Regions from separate parts of the Mus musculus genome. Here region 1 is linked to region 2. The links are chromatin contacts, called in public promoter capture Hi-C maps. All regions are on one chromosome and are shown on one strand. The core of a region is the stretch at or near the end of the contact, and the rest is flanking DNA. Distances in the headings are between cores, read along the strand shown.

Region 1 (2,700 bases), core at 198-2,697, 260 kb after region 2:
CCCCTAGGGGTGGTATAAATGACCTTTTCATAGGGGTCTCATATCAGATATCTTGCATATTTGATATTTACATAATGACTCTTAACAGTAGCAAAATTACAGTTATGAAGTAGCAACAAAAATAATTTTTATGATTGGAGGTCACCACAGCATGAGGAACTGAATCAGGTCACAGCATTAGGAAGTTTGAGAACCACTGATTTGGAGTGTATACAGCGTGTACGATGGCTTCACAGCCTGCCCGAGATACCTTGTAAGTGTGGATTACGGTTATTCAACTCAGAAGCAAGCACCTTTACTGGCTGAACCATTTTTGTTTGTGTGTCTGTCTGTTAGTTTTGTTTTTTCCAGACAGGGTTTTTATGGGTCTCCCTGGCTGTCCCAGAACTACCTCTGAAGGACATCTTACCTTGAAACTCTGGCATCTGCCTGCCCCTGCCTCCCAGTGTTGGTATAAAGGTGTGCGCCACCGTGCTGGGTTGAATGAGCCATCTTTTAGGCAAAGCCTGACCGTGTGTGCTTTTTCGAACAAACGCCTTCAGCGTCTCATGTTTTCCAGCACATCTTGTTTGCAGGGATCATCCATACAGGTAGTCGGAGAGGTCTCTGAGTCAGGGATTCAAAGTCATTCCTGGCTGGCCCCTTGGGTTTATTGCCTACAAATCTGCTCACTTGTCTTGCTCTTGAGAGTGTTGGGTGGTGAGAAAGTGTGATTGGGTGAGAAGACTGGTCACCATCTGCCCTCTGCTGGCCCGTGGTAGTATTAAGCGCACTGCCCACTCGCTAAAGTGTCTGATAGATGACTGAGCAGGTTTGCAATAGCACTGAGCGTATGAAGGTGGTCCGTTCTTAAAGGCGTTCAAGCTCGGTTGAAGCTGGGTGGTGTAACGGTGGTAGATCTCTTTGCGTGTACCACCGAGTTTTGATGTCAGTATGCAAAAACAAACAAGACTGACATTAACTGAGCAAATAAGACATTCCAACTGTGAGCATATAGGTAGTTAGACCTCGGCTAGAAAGGGGGTGTGGAGGATCAAGAAACGCTGTTCCCGGGATGGGAAATACAAGCGCCAAGCCCTCGACAAAGATATTCGTGTTCTCCGTCAAATCTTACAAGTAGCTTTCCTCTGGTATCCGTGGGAGATTCGCTCAAGGTCACAGAGGCAGGTAGTAAGGAACAGGACGTAGGTAGACGCGGTTCTAAAGTCCGTACGTCTTTCGTGCTCCTGTCGTGACAGCTGGTGTGGCCACGGGTGTGGCTGGGAACGAGTCAGAGCCCCGAAGTCTGTTGCTCCCCATAGGAAAAAGGGCGCCCTGGAGTGGGACCACGGGACGGGGGCGGGGTCTTCTCGAAGTGAAGGGTGGAGCCTGGACTGACCGGGAACAGTGAGAGCCGCACCTGGTTGGTGGAAGGAGTGGAGACCGGATCTCACCGGGTCTCAGAGAAAGCGGAAGTGCCGGGACCTGGACCCTTACCTGTGGAACCTCTGCGTACAGGTAGAGGCGGCGTTTCTGGGTCTCAGTGGTCCTCGGGAGGGAAGTTTCAACGTAGAAACCTAGCCCATAGGAAAACAAAATATGTTTTTCTTCCACTCTGTTCTATCTCATTTTCACGTCAAGGGACAGAGACCACAGGGAGCTAGGGAAAGAGTAGGGGAAGGCTGGCTTCACTTCCTGCCCCTTCCCCTGCGAGCTCCCTGGATAGCCAGGACTAGGAAGCTAGAGAGGAATGCCAGAACCTTTTAGAGAGGCTTCCCAAGACTGGCGGCGTGTCCTTGGTAATAAGAGTCCTCAGTTGCAAAGAGTGTCCCTGGCCCTTGTCTGGCCTGTCTTGCCTGTCAATGAGGGGAACTGAAGCGGCAGTTTCCCAATGCTGGGGAATTGTAACTTAGCGGTAGACCGCTTCCCTGGTATAAGGGCCCCTCCTTATACCCCTACTCTCTTTGGTGGCAGTTGGAAAGTCATCCCCACTCCATAACTCCCCCATCTCAATATCTGGGGTCCCAAGAGTCCAGAGGACCTTGGTTTGGCTTCCCTGTGGTAGAGACAAGCTAGCCCTAGAACTTTGAGGATATATCTAGCCTGGCTTGAACAAGGTACTCCACAAAGCCTGGAGTTCACCTTTCTATTTTGTAAATAGTGAGGTTCCCACTGGTCATGGTGTTGGGTGGCAGCCTACTGTGTCTAAACTGTTAACTGCAAGTAGAGACTGGCCTACTGCACAGCCCACAGCCTGAGTGAGTGTGGAAAAGTCACGATGCTGGTGTCTCTGCTAGATGTCACACACAGGCATAACACCTACTGTACAACAGGGCTGTATCCAAATTATCTCAGCGGGTACTCATCCCTGCCTGATACTATCTCCACTTAAAGAAGCTGGAACGAAGGCTCAGATAAATAGGGACTGGAGAGATGGCTCAGAGTTAAGAGCACTGGTTGCTCTTCTAGAGAACCCGGGTTCAATTCCCAGCAACCACATGGCAGCTCACATCTGTAATTCCAGTTCTGGGGTCTGACACCCTCACATAGACATAGATGCAGGCAAAGCACCAATGCACAGAAAAAAAATTAAAACAAAAATACTTAAAAAGAAAACCTCAGATAAATGAAGCATTTTGCCCTGGGAAGGGGCAAAGTATAGATTAGAACTCAGCCACTGTGGTGTTCTTACCCACAGTGCTTTGCTGCCATCAATAATCT
Region 2 (2,700 bases), core at 125-2,624:
ACAGAGAATAGTTTTTTAGGATGTTAGTTCTCTTCTTTCCTCCCATTTTGGTTTGTTTCATTTTGAGATAGGGTTTCTCTGTGTAGCTCTGGCCATCTGGAATTCACTCTGTAGATCAGGCTGGCCTTGAACTCCAAGATCCACTTGCCTCTACCTCCCAGGTGCTGGGATTAAAGGTGTGAGCCACGACCACCTGGCTGGCCTCAAAAGTCTATCTGCCTCTGCCTCCTGAGTGCTCAGATTAAAGACATGTGCCTCTATACCCGACATATACTGTGTTCTTAAGAAAAGGCCCACACTATTGTGCTTCTAAAGCAGGGTCTCTCTTGACTATTTCTGACCCCAGGCTGCACACTGGCCTGAGAGTTGTTTGATCCCCCTGTTTACCATGGGTATTACCTATGTGTACCATCATGGCTGGCTTTTTAATTTTTCTTGTATTGAGACTAGGTCTGTCTGTGTAATCCTGGCTGTCTCAGAGTTTACCATATAGACTAGGCTGGCCTCAATCATAGAGACCCTCCCACCTCTACAGAGTACTGGCCTCATATATCTATCTGGCTTTTTGTGGGGGTAGCAGGGATTGAGTTAAGGTCACCAGACCATCTCCCCATCTGGATCCCATTTTTATTTGCATTTTTTCATATTTCGTGTTGAAAGACTTTCATAAATTGCTTTTGCGATGATATACTGCACTATCCAGCTGAGAGAGAGAAAAAATTATGGGTGATAAACCCAAGTAAAACATTTTGGGCTAGTCTGAGATTTGAGCTGCGGAAGACATAGGGCAGGTGATTTTCCCATACAGAGTCTGAGCAGTATGTTGCTGGCCAAAGGGCAGCTAAAGGTCAGCTGTGCTGCAGAAAGGTCCTCAACCATCAAAATCCAGAGAGAGGAGAGAATTAAGCCAATTACAACATCAGGAGCCCATAAGAAGGGCACTTGGAGCCGGGCCTGGTGGCACATGCCTTTAATCCCAGCACTCGGGAGGCAGAGGCAGGTGGATTTCTGAGTTCGAGGCCAGCCTGGTCTTCAGATTGAGTTCCAGGACAGCCAGGGCTATACAGAGAAACCCTGTCTCAAAAAACCAACCCCCCCCCCCCCCAAAAAGGCACTTGGATGTACCTAGAAGCTGAGGCCTTTCAGAATTGCATTCTGTGTCGCCATGACTATCATAGGCTCTAGAACAGAACAAGGCACTTAGCCGTCTTCTTCCTTCTTGGATGTCAGTTGTGATTTGGGAACCAGAAATGCCCAGGCCCACTGTGAGGTTTGCTATGTCCCAGTTAGGGCAAGCAAGAATCACAGAGGCCAACAAAGCTGGGCTGAGAATGGAAGGGGAAGTGAAACCCTGCCATAGCTCATACGTGCTCAAGCAAAAAAGCCACCTGTGGTCAGTCGACGTTTGGCTTGGGTAAAGAGAGGGTGCCAGAGCAGTGTGGGTAGAGCGATGTGGACATGGGGCCAATCACAGATAACAGCAGTTAAAAAATAACAAGGATGACTTCATAGCGTGAGGGGCTGGGGTAGGGAGATGGCAGGTTTCAGGAGGTAAAAAACGAGAGGTCACAAAAATCAGCCCTTAATAGGTCACTTCTATTATGTAGAAGAGAGAAACTGTTGACTTGGAACTAGGAGGCACCAACAAAGCAAGAAGCCCGTAGTTCTCTCATCTGTAAGATTGAGACTGTAATAGTTCCTCTTGGGGTCAAGTCAACTGATGCATAAACTATGTACAGCTGAGTGTAGCCAGGTGCACAGTGACTAAGGAGCCTGAGACAGGAGACCTGAGAAAAGCATAGCCAGCTTGAGTGGCAGAGCGAGAAACCCATCACCAAAGCATTATCGTTTGTTTGCAAATAACTGTTGATAATATGAGAAGAAGAAACTTCTGGTTTCTGAAACGAGCTGAGGAAGACTATGTGGAGAGCCAGCAGCAACCAGAAATCCAGAGGGGAGAGAAACAGGAGAGACATCCCCACCTCAGAGATGGGGCTCTGACTCCAGAGACATGTGTTTGTGTATGCAAAGTGCTATGGTTAGGCATATCATGCACTGGGAGGAAGATGGCCCATAGCATATCACAGTATCAGAGGATCTGACTATACACACACATGTATAAACACATCTTAAAATTACTTAACCAAAAAAAAAAAAAAAAAAAAGGAGTGGGGGCGGGGGGGGGGAGGAGCAGATGAGACAAGAGGCCCACACTCATGCATGGATGGAAATAGCTAAGTCCGAGAACCCAGGACAAAGAAAACAGAAGGCTTAGAGAAAGAAGCAAGCATAGAGGGGAGCTTATAGGGGAATGAGATAGGAGTTAGCTCAGCTGTCGTGGAGCTCAGAGAAGGTTCACGGTGCGGTTGGGGGGTTGGGGGGGCTTTTGATTAAAGTCTGAGTGAGTTAATGGGCAGGTGCGAAGCTGGAGAACTGAGGCAGGAATGATAACAAAGACCCTGGCTGGGGTTCTCTTGCTACCCTGCTTGACACATCAGAAGTAGGTACCCACATAGAAGGATTAAAGGTAGCACACTATGCTCAGAGAAAGAAGCCAGCCACAGAATAAATAAGTACAATTCAACAACAACAAACCTCCGTAGGCAGAGGCAGGCAGAGGCAGGCAGATCTCTGAGTTTGAAGCCAGCCTGGTCTACAGAAGCTGTTCCAGGACAGCCAAGGCTACACAGACAAACCCTG

What was found. Promoter capture Hi-C pulls out the DNA fragments that hold promoters and counts their contacts.
Region 1: a contact with region 2 is called in a promoter capture Hi-C map of hematopoietic stem and progenitor cells. The contact joins the promoter of Lpin3 here to the enhancer-like site in region 2. A contact is called at or near these places in 19 of 39 promoter capture datasets (the 3T3-L1 cell line, 3T3-L1-derived adipocytes, the C10 cell line and 13 more), 4 of 484 Hi-C or Micro-C datasets (Sertoli cells, bone marrow-derived macrophages, cerebral cortex and 1 more), 20 of 115 datasets of contacts at active chromatin or transcription factors (the SCID.adh cell line, bone marrow-derived macrophages, cardiomyocytes and 13 more) and 5 of 9 other capture datasets (adipose tissue, embryonic stem cells, liver and 2 more).

Annotation. Positions count from the first base shown.
Region 1 is chr2:160,886,721-160,889,420 of GRCm38.p6, forward strand. Lpin3 (lipin 3) reads left to right here and starts at 1,448. Exons shown (of 20, transcript NM_001199118.1): 1 at 1,448-1,497.
Region 2 is chr2:160,626,042-160,628,741 of GRCm38.p6, forward strand. No RefSeq gene overlaps it. Among named protein-coding and RNA genes, the nearest start is that of Top1, 19 kb to the right of the region's middle. Within about 2 kb of position 1,375, at least 57 of the 459 cell types and tissues checked have an H3K27ac peak or open chromatin away from gene starts, as enhancers often do. A contact at or near this core is called in bone marrow-derived macrophages, hematopoietic stem and progenitor cells and microglia, where this site is marked.